Linked DNA regions of Sus scrofa: region 2 is linked to region 1. Evidence: chromatin contacts called from public Hi-C data. All regions are on one chromosome and are shown on one strand. The core of a region is the stretch at or near the end of the contact, and the rest is flanking DNA. Distances in the headings are between cores, read along the strand shown.

Region 1 (5,562 bases), core at 2,073-4,572:
TCCTTTTTAGGGCTACACCTGTGACATATGGAAGCTCCTGGCTAGGTATAGAATTAGAGCTGCAGCTGCTGGCCTACAGCTATAGCAATACTAGATCTGAGCCACATCTGTGACCTAAGCTAAAGCTTTTGGCAACACCGGATCCTTAACCCTTGAGAGAGGCCAGGGATTGAACCCACAACCTCATGGATACTAGTTGTGTTCTTAACCAGCTGAGCCACAATGGGAATTCCAAATATAACTTGATATAAATAATAATTCCATCTATTATAATATCACCCTAACCTGGTGATACTGTGGCCAAAGGTACTATATTTTTCTAAACTTTTTTTTCTTTTTTGACTGCCCTGCAGCATATGGAGTCCCAGGCCAGGGATCAGATCAGAGCTGCAGTTGCAACCTAAGCCACAGCTATGGCAACACTGGATCCTTAACTCACCATGCCAGGCGTGGGATTGAACCTGTGTCCCAGTGCTCACAAGATGCTGCCAATCCCATTGCACCTCAGCAGGAACACCTCTAAACATTTTCATATGGTTAATTCCTGTGTATTTAGATCTTTCACCATTGTTTTAATTGATTTTAATGAACCTAACTGTTTTCCTTCCTTTGATTGAATTTATTTATTTTTTTATTTTTGTCTTTTGTCTTTTGAGGGCTGCACTGGGGCATATGGAGGTTCCCAGACTAAGAGTCCAATTGGAGCTGTAGCCGCTGGCCTATGCCACAGTCACAGCAATGCCAAATCCGAGCCACATCTGCGACATATACCACAGCTCACGGCAACACCAGACCCTTAACCACTGAGTGAGGCCTGGGATCAAACCCACAACCTCATGGTTCCTAGTCGGATTCATTTCCATTGTGCCACGATGGGACCTCCTGATTGAATTTATTGAACATCTATTATTACATACCAGGCACTGGGGCTGTCATAATGAAAATCAGACACTGCAACAGCCCTCAATATTTTCTACCGTCTAACAAAGAACACTGATAAGTAGCAGGCAATTGTTGATAATTGCTGTGATCGAGGACATGGTGACAGAGGGCATGACTGCACACAGAATGACACCTTTGGTGCCTAACCTGAACTTGTTGCATTGCAGACCTTTGTGGAAAGGAGTGATGCTTCTGCTTTCCGTGTCCCTGGATCCTTCCACAACTTATCCCTCTGACAAGTATTTTGATGGCATGAGTCAGGGTGCACGTGCAGTGACTGTCAGGGTGTTGGGAAACATGAATCATCCTCCGCCCTTAACAATCCACCCCACCCAGTTCGCTAGGGAGAACACTTTTTCCTGCTTAAGTGATGTGATGGTTAATTTGGGGTGTCTACTTGACTGAGTTATGAAGCACCCAGACACGTGGCCAAACATTATGCTGTATGTGAAAGGGAACCCTAATTCATGTGGCTCTGCTGAAAAGGGATGAAATGGTGTCTTCTTTCCTGCATCTGAGGCAGTCTGTACCTTCTGAAGAATGTAAGCTGTATTATGACGATATTTCCATTCCTTGCCCCTACTCGCATCGATCAGTACTTTTTTTTCTCTTAATATGTAATTTTATTAAATAAAATATACCCACTATGCTATTTGCTTACTTTTGAGTCAAGGAAATTGTGGACCCAAAATGAGAGCAATTAGATGGGTCTTTGTTTTTGATCACTCAGCGTTTGTCTTATTTATTTTCAACGGGACATCATAAACCAAAATATCCTAATTTTTGTTTGGGGCAGCTATGATCAGAAGGATAGTCAGGAGCAAGATCAGAAATACTAAAAATCATTTGTGACATAAGGATAATTATATGAGACAGAAGTATGCCCCATATGTAAATATTTGATAATAAGTATGTAGCAATATCCATTGTTGCTTAAAAAATGATCTAGAAAAAAATTATCATTCTTAGAAAATGCAGTTAGGAAGTTCCCACTGTGACTCAGCAGTAATGAACCTGACTAGTATCCATGAGGATACAGGTAGGGTCCCTGGCCTTGCTCGGTGGGTTGAGGATCAGTGTTGCTTTGAGCTATGGTGCAGATCACAGACATGGCTCAGATCTGGTGTTGCTATGGCTGTGGTGAAGGCCAGCAGCTGTAGCTCCGATTTGACCTCTAGCCTGGGAACTTTCAAGGGTGTGGCCCTAAAAAGCAAAAAAAAAAAAAAAAAAGAAAGAAAATGCAATTATATTTTAACATTAAATTTTAATTTTTTTAACTTTTAAAGGATTTCAGCTCCATTTCATTTGTTCTGTTTCCAAGTAAATAATAATACTAGCCTTTTCTAGTCATTGAATTTTATAAAACATAAAGTAAAATAAAGGAACATTCCTTGAAGGAATGAAGACAACTAGCTTTTACTATTTCCAATCTTTACAATTCCTAGACATGAAACAGATTCTAGCAAACCAATGGAAAGCCTTCATCTACATTACCTTTCCCTTACAGGAGAAAGCTTTGACAATGTTTATCCTTCCAGGGGAGATTTTTTTCCAAGAAAAAATATGTATGCTTGAGAAACATCATTTTGACCATATTTCATCCACCAAATTTAAGTAACTTTTGATTATTCCACTTCTAAAATACAACCTACTTCTATGCTTTTGCTGCCCCTACTAAATGGAAACCATCTAATACCAAAAGAGTATGGTAAAGAGATTAGGAACATGCATGTGTTAATTCTAATTTAATTCTCCATGCCTACACAATTCATTAATTCATAAATCCTGGATTTACTTGTGGCCTTAGTATGAAAAATAAAAATTCATCTTACAAAGAAAAGACATAAGCAAGAGGCATTAACTTTGTTTAAAAAATCTTTTACCTTATAGTATAAATTCTGATGAATTTTCATTCTAGATATTCACTGAACTGGAGTAAATATCTGCATACTGAAGTGAGGCAGCACTGAAAAAATGGTTGAGATATTTTTCTTTCTTTCCAAGAACTTTAAAAATTTTTGCATTCCAATGATAACTTTTTCACATATGCAATTGTCACTATCACTGCCAAATTGTATTAATGGTCAAACCGTAATTATAAAACTGAAAATGAAAGGCAAAAAAGCCAGCATGTATTATTTTAACAGTACTTTCAGAGCCACTCTCCGGAACCAAAATACCAAATTCAGAATGCATCCTCACCTTGAAAAAAGAATAAATGAAAAGAAATAACATGGATGAAATTCAGGAAATGAAAGTGCAAATGGACTTTGAGCTTAGCAGTCAGATGTTTGTTTATAAGGTTATGTTCAGTGATCCAGAACAGTCTGGCTAGAAGCTAATCCCTGGGCTGCACTCACCTCACCTCATCCTTTCTAGAAGCAGCTCGATAGAGTAAAATTGTGTGCCTTTTTCAGAAGCAGAGAGCTGTGTAAAGCAGCAAAGCAGAGTCTTGCCTGTAGGAATGACAAATCAAAGCAATTGCACTGCTTCTAGTTATCTTGGGAGACCCCACAGCACCAGAGACAAGGTATCTCTTCTCAGTACTAACTCAGAGGCATTCCTTTGCAAGAAAGAGAGAGTTCGTTTTGTGCTTTAAGGAGACCTGCTATTAATAATACCCATAAGTACACTAAGACAACCTCCATTTTTATCCAGCCAAGAATATGAAACCAGCTTCCCATTTCTCCAAACATCCATTAACAAAACTATGTTTACTCTAACCCTTTTTTACCACCAGTTTTTCATTTTCCATTTCAGTCTGTCCTCAATACTCATTTGCCAACTGTCCACTTATCTAACATTTTGAAGGATTAGGTGAGTTTTTTTAGATTCCATACTCTCTGAGGTTATAACAGTTACAAGCAATACTAATTGAGTTATTTGTCTTGGCGCTGGGTAGTATCTGGTACTGGGCGATGCAAAGAGAGAGGGACTCATACCTCATGCTGTCTAAATATTTGTCACTTATTTTTCAAAAATCTTGTTGCTTGCTTACCTACAAGGCCTTATTTTCAAGAATATGAGTGTAAAGCAGAGCTGTTTCCAACCAGGTGGCAAGTCTAGGTTAATAATATCATCCCTGTACAAATGGCAGACACAGGAAGAGCAGGATAGATGGTAGTTATTACATGTCATCACTCACATGGTTGGAATTCCTGAGGGGAAAAACAAACATGTAACACAGAGAGAGATGGAATATATCATTCTTTAAAATGCTTTGTACTTCCAAAAAAGGAAGGGAGAGAGAGAGAAGAAAGAGAGAATGGAGAAACAAAAAACAACTTATTGATAATAAACATGGCATGATCTGGCATAGGGATCAGATCTTACATGTTTATCTTTTTTTTTTTCGTCTTTTTTGCTATTTCTTGGGCCTCATCTTCAATATTGATAAATATGAATTTTAAAACTCTAACTAGGCTCAAATTCCAAGTAAACAGCACTATGTCATCTTGATAACCAAAATGGTTAATGCACCGTCTGAAAGCAACGTGGAGAGTAGTGAAAAGTAAAACCTAGCTTGATCTTAGAAACGTCTGAAGATATTCTCTCCAAAATACCGATGCGAATATATGGGTTACATATTTTTGACCAGGGATTTCCTAAGCAGTACCATCCCCGAGCTGCTGCACACAAAGGTAATGTTTAACAAGGTTGTACTAAAAATTAGCACAGTGTGAGAAGGGGTACAGGGAAGAGAATTTAAATTTAGCTCTGAGTGACAAAAAGGAGCCAGTCATGCCAGATCCCAGGGAAGAGCATTTCAGGCATGAGGGAAATTTCTGGAATTGTAGTAAAGTTCCAGGTCTTGATGGAGGCTTGGGTTAATGCATTTGTCAAAACTCAGAGATTCTTCTTATTTTTCCCTGTTGGTGTGACTGATGAATGACTGAGTATTGGTTCATTCATGTCTGTCTTTCCAACTACAATGTAAACCCCATGCGAACAGGGACCTTAACTGGTTTCTTTACCACTGTATTTCCAGCACTAGCACAAGCCATTCAGTTTTTCCTGCACCACTTATTGAAGAGATTGTCTTTTCACCATTGTACATTCTTTCCTCATTTGTATAGATGAAATGACAACAGGTGTGTGGGTTTACGTTTGGGCAATCTGTCCTGTTCCATTGATCTATGTCTGTCTTTGTGCCAGTACCATACTGTTTCAATGACTGTAATTTGTAGTATAGTCTGAAGTCAGGAAGCCTGATTCCTCCAGCTCCGTTTTTCTTTCTCAGGATTGCTTTGGCTATTTGGAGTCTTTTGTGTTTCCAGACAAATTTTAAAATGTTTTCATATAGTTCTGTGAAAAATACCATTGGTAATTTGATAGATATTGCAGTGTATCTGTAGATTACCTTGGTATGTATATTCATTTTGACATTATTGATTCTTCCAATCCAAGACCATGGTGTAGCTTTCTATCTGTTTGCGTCACTTTTGATTTCTTTCATGAGCATCTTATAGTTTTCAGAGGGCAGGTCTTTTGTCTCCATGGGCAGCTTTATTCCTAGGTATTTTATTCTTTTTGGTGCAATGGCAAATTGGATTGTTTCCTTAATTTCTCTTTCTGATCTTTCATTGTTAGTGTACAGAAATGCAAAAGATTTCTGTATAT
Region 2 (5,225 bases), core at 409-2,908, 85 kb before region 1:
AAATGTTGAATGCAATTTTAAAAATACCCAACGTTTAATTTTGCCCATCACTCTGTCCAAATTTGTAGTCAGAAGCATCAAATTATTTAAGTTTTACTCCTTTATGTTTCCTAAGTGTGCAGAACAATGTCTGCACATTATGTAGTTTATTAATACATTATTCAAGGAAGAATGTAAAGTATCAGTGTTGACAGGCACTGTGTTAGCACCAGATTTCTTATTTTCACAAATGTGTGATAGTATGTTTCTACTAATCTCATAAAATTTTTATAAATGTATTTTCACATAGGATAATGTTCTTTTTAAGAAGTATGTACAAGGGAAGGTTGAACTTCGGAGTTGGTTGCCTTGTAATTCTAAAAATAAGGGAACTTAGATGTTTTTGCCCTTGTAGGAAGATAATACCTTCTCCAACCTTTTCCTCCCTCTTTTTATGATTGATTGAATTTCATTGCATTTCTGCATTTATTCTGCCTTCAGTATATAGTTGTCCCTTGTTATCCATGGGGATTGGTCCAAATATCTCCCACAGATACCAAAATCCACTGATGCTCACGACCCTTATGTAAAATGGTATAGTATTTGCGTATAAGCTACTATGCAGTCCTTTATACTTCAAATCATCTCCAGATTACTTGCAATAATTAATACAAAGTAAATGCTATATAGAGTCTGAAACAGAATGTAAATGTTATGTAAACATTTGCCTATGTGCTGCTAGCTAAAGCTTTGCTTTTCAGAGCTCTCTGGAATTTTTTTTCTACATATTTTTGGTCCACAGTTTAATCAAGAGAAGTGGAAATTATAGATACAGAGGGCCACTGTACTCCCATTTCTAACTTTTACTTTGCCATCTCATTTGATTTCCTTCAATTTCATATTTCCAGAGGATTTGAAAATGTTGTTCTTTCTAAGAGTATAATCAAATATAAACATATTTGAACAACATCCACCATAACCCATGGTCTTCATATCTCAAGTAAAAAACTGCCTATTGTTGTGTGAACATACTAATATATGTATAAGCCAATTGATACTTCACCCTTACAGTTGAACAGAATTAAATTAAAAAGGGAAAACAGAAAGAAAGTAGAGCAAGTAATTAGTTAAATGAATGAGAGAAAATAACAATATATGTGAATATTTTTATATATCTCTCCCAAATAATGTGATGAAATAATTTATCATTGGAAACTGAGAAGAATCACTATAAAATGATAATTATACCAAATCAATATACATAAATAAAACAGGACATATGTTCCCCTTTCCATTAAGACCCTTTCGTTTTATATAATTATATGGAAATGTCCACACACTTTTATATATTTAGAGAACACTATGACTGAACCACCATGTGTCTTTCATCTAGGTTCAACAAGTGTCAACCTATGCCAATCGCTGTTCTTTTGGACACCCAGTATCCCTCTGCTGACTCACTATTACTTAAGACCAAATGCACTGCAGTATGCTGAGCCATGTCTTTAGCCAAACATCATCCATTTTAACCCATACCTTTCTCTTTTCCCTCTGTCTTGGTTTGCTCCTAATAATCAACCCTGTCTCTGGTCTTTTTGTCTTAGTGCTACAGCTCTGGTAGTGTGATTCTGTCAGAAAACAGATTAAAGGTCAGTGCTGCATAAAGCCAGTTCAGAAGGACAAGATGCAGCAGTGATGCAACCTGACCTGCATACTCTTGCTCTCACCAATGGCTCCAGATCGTGAGGCCCTGGAGCGTGTGAGGATCTCTCTCCTGCTATTCTGGGTGGGGGTGCTTCTGATACTCTGGGTCATCCTATGTGGGGCACTCCCAACACCATGGTCCTCCAGAAGTAGTCATACCCTTGAGGTTAAGAGGCACTGGCAGAGAAGTGAAGCTGCCAAGCTGGCTCTCTTACAGCCTGCGTTTTGGAGGCCAGAGACATGTTCTCCACATGAAGGCCAACAAGCTTTTGTTCTCTACACACCTCCCAGTGTTCACCTACACAAAATGGAGTGTTCTCCTGGAGGATTACCCTTTTGTCCAAAATGACTGCTACTATCAGGGTTATGTGGAAGGGGTATCAGAATCCCTGGCTGCCCTCAGCACATGTCTGAGGGGCTTTCGAGGAATATTTAAGATAAATAATATTGTTTATGAAATCAAGCCCAAAAGGCCTTCTACCTCATTTGAACATCTGCTATATAAGATGGACAAAGAGGAGACAGAATTTCCACTCAGGAGATGTGGATTAACAGAGGAAGAAATAACACGACAACTAAAGTTTCAAGAGAGTGCTAACCATACTTTGATGTAAAGTGGGTATGAAAGCTGGTGGACCCACAGACGTTTTCTTGAACTGGCAATGATTGTAGACCACAATCAATATCTTCATCAACAAAGTAATACCTCAAATGTGCAGAATGAAGCACTGTTGCCAATGAAATAGGTGGCTTCTTAGCTTTACTGGATATTAATGTGGTTTTGACTGGAATTGAGATCTGGTCTGAACAAAACCTCTTCCCAACAGGTGACAGAGCTGCACTCTTGGATGAATTTTGAAAATGGAAGAAAAATAGTTTTAATACCCGCTTGCCCCATGATATTGCACATATTTTTGTCAAGGAGAATTTTGGTCCCCATCTTGGCTTAGCCTATGTTGTAACGGTAGGTGATCAACATTATAATTGTGGAGTTGATAGTTTTCTGGGTGATAATTTGCATGATTTTGGATATATTGTGTCACATGAGATTGGTCATAATTTGGGTATATTACATGATGACAACAATTGTAAATGTGGGAGTGAAAGGTGCATAATGTTTCCAAGGAAAGCCTCTGCAATTCTGATTTAGCAACTACAGTTATGCTGTATATTGGAACACTGTTACAAAAAAAAAGTTGTTTGCACATTACACCAAATCCAGAGAATATCTTTAAGTATACAAGCTGTGGACACAATGTGGTAGAAGAAGGAGAAGAGTGTGACTGTGGTTCCTCGTTTAAGTGTGCAAAGGATCCCTGTTGTCAACTAGGCTGCACTCTGAGACCAGGGGCTGTCTGTACTTTTGGCCTCTGTTGCAAAAACTGTGACTTGCTGCCAGCAGGATCCATGTGTAGAAAAGAGAAAAATGAATGGGCCCTTCCAGAATGGTGCAATGGGACATCGCATCAATGTCCAGAAGATGTGTATATGCAGGATGGGACCTCCTGCACAGGTAGCAGCTACTGCTAGGAAAGAGATGCAATAACTGCAATGAATAGTGTAGGAAAATCTTTGGCGAAGAAGCCAAGAGTGCAAAACAGATTTGCTACAGGGCAGTGAACACCCAAGGAGACCGTTTTGGTAACTGTGGTCTCAAGGCTACTAAATACGTACAATGTAACATCTCAGATATCCTCTGTGGGAGGCTTCAGTGTGAGAATGTGACAGAAATTCCCCTCCTGAGAGATCATTCTACTGTGCACTGGACTCACTTCAATGGAGTCACCTGCTGGGGTACAGACTACCATTTGGGGATGACCATACCTGATACTGGTGAAGTTAAAGATGGTACCAAGTGTGGTGCAGGACATGTCTGCATCCAATGGAAGTGTGTTATTATGCTCAATTTTCAAAATGCTTGTTCACCTGAGACATGCAATATGAATGGAGTCTGCAACAACAGATATCACTGTCACTGCAACTCCAAGTGAGACCCACCCAAATGCCTGCTAAAAGGCAGTGGAGGTAGTGTTGATAGTGGCCCACCAGCTGGCAGAAAGGAAAATGTGCTAGGCAAGAGTTATCTGCTGCTATTCCTTGGCCCCTTTTTTTGTTTCAGTATTGTCTGTTACTTTGTTTCTTTATGGGACACAAAAGATCAGCTAAGCAAGAAAAAAAGGAGAATGTTGTGACTTCATCTCACAGAGAAGGGCAAAATGTTGAGCCATTACATAAAAAAGTAAAAGGTGCGTTGTGATTTCACATAAGGCAAAAAGGAGGCATCATAAAAAGAAAGTCAACGTTTATGATTTCAAAAAAGAAACCCAGTACCTATGAAATTTCCCATGTTTTAAATTTTCATTTCCTGAAAGTAGACATGTTACAGCATGTGAAACAGATCATTGACAGAAAACCCTAGAGATATTTCATTATTCTGGACCATAAATATCACCCATTAAACAATTAAACATGCTAATTCATAGGATACCTTTACTTTCCATTATTTTAAGCAATTTCATGGTAAATTTTTCATAAAAGCAGTCTCTGTGTTTCCTGAGCAAAGGCACAGCTCATGACGAGTGTTTGGGTATGGGTATATGCATGTGTACTTTTACTTTTCCATCTCTCAATTCCAAACATCCTCCCCCCCCCTTTTTTTTTTCTTTTTTTTTTTTTTTTATTATTTTCCCACTGTACAGCAAGGGGGTCAGGTCATCCTTAGATGTATACATTGCAGTTACAGTTTTTTCCCCCACCCTTTCTTCTGTTGCGACATGAGTATCTAGACATAGTTCTCAATGCTATTCAGCAGGATCTCCTTATAAATCTATTCTAGGTTGTGTCTGATAAGCCCAAGCTCCCGATCCCTCCCACTCCCTCCCCCTCCCATCAGGCAACCACAAGTCTCTTCTCCAAGTCCATGATTTTCAACATCCTTCCCCTTTGTACTATGTAAGACAGAGAATGGGAACATAAAAATTGCATTTCTTCCTTGCCACCTCCATTATTATTAGTTTCTGCCAAAAGGAAAAACTAGAGGGAGATAGGTCATCTGGGAAATTTTTTTATTGCTGTTCATGTCAGAGTTGGGTCATTAACAGCTCTCACCCTGACAAGAAAATGTGAGTCTGCATATTATTACCATATATATATATGTACATATAAATACACACACGCATACATACACATATATTTGTCTATATACATATCTGTCTAATAAATTTATATGTATTATAATTCTGTATTACATAATTTTTTAAGTAACTCCTCTAATGGACATTATTTTTTAGCCTCCGAGATACTGGCACAGCTACCAAGCAACTTCTCAGTTCTGAGTCCCAGGTCCTTGAGTCCTCCACCAAATCCCTGAGTCCTAGACTGAATCCTAGATCCATGGACCTATTCAAAACCTGTAGGTTTACTAAAGCCATTTCTTCCCTTTGAGCCCCAGTCAAAGGAGTAATAGTTCCATCTTCTTCTTCATGACTCATGGTTATCCCCATGCTGTGTGTTGGTCTCTTGTGACTGAATTCTGACTGTTA

What was found. A called contact is a pair of places that touch in the nucleus more often than the background predicts.
Region 2: a contact with region 1 is called in a Hi-C map of liver, with 2.0 times the contacts expected there. The contact joins two enhancer-like sites. A contact is called at or near these places in 3 of 47 Hi-C or Micro-C datasets (liver and skeletal muscle).

The regions. Positions count from the first base shown.
Region 1 is chr14:15,248,926-15,254,487 of Sscrofa11.1, reverse strand. All of the region lies in intron 2 of GLRA3 (glycine receptor subunit alpha-3), which reads right to left. Among named protein-coding and RNA genes, the nearest start is that of ADAM29, 56 kb to the left of the region's middle. Within about 2 kb of position 3,322, at least 3 of the 83 cell types and tissues checked have an H3K27ac peak or open chromatin away from gene starts, as enhancers often do. A contact at or near this core is called in liver, where this site is marked.
Region 2 is chr14:15,332,369-15,337,593 of Sscrofa11.1, reverse strand. The region is part of intron 2 of GLRA3 (glycine receptor subunit alpha-3); the gene reads right to left. Among named protein-coding and RNA genes, the nearest start is that of ADAM29, 27 kb to the right of the region's middle. Within about 2 kb of position 1,658, at least 1 of the 83 cell types and tissues checked has an H3K27ac peak or open chromatin away from gene starts, as enhancers often do. A contact at or near this core is called in liver, where this site is marked.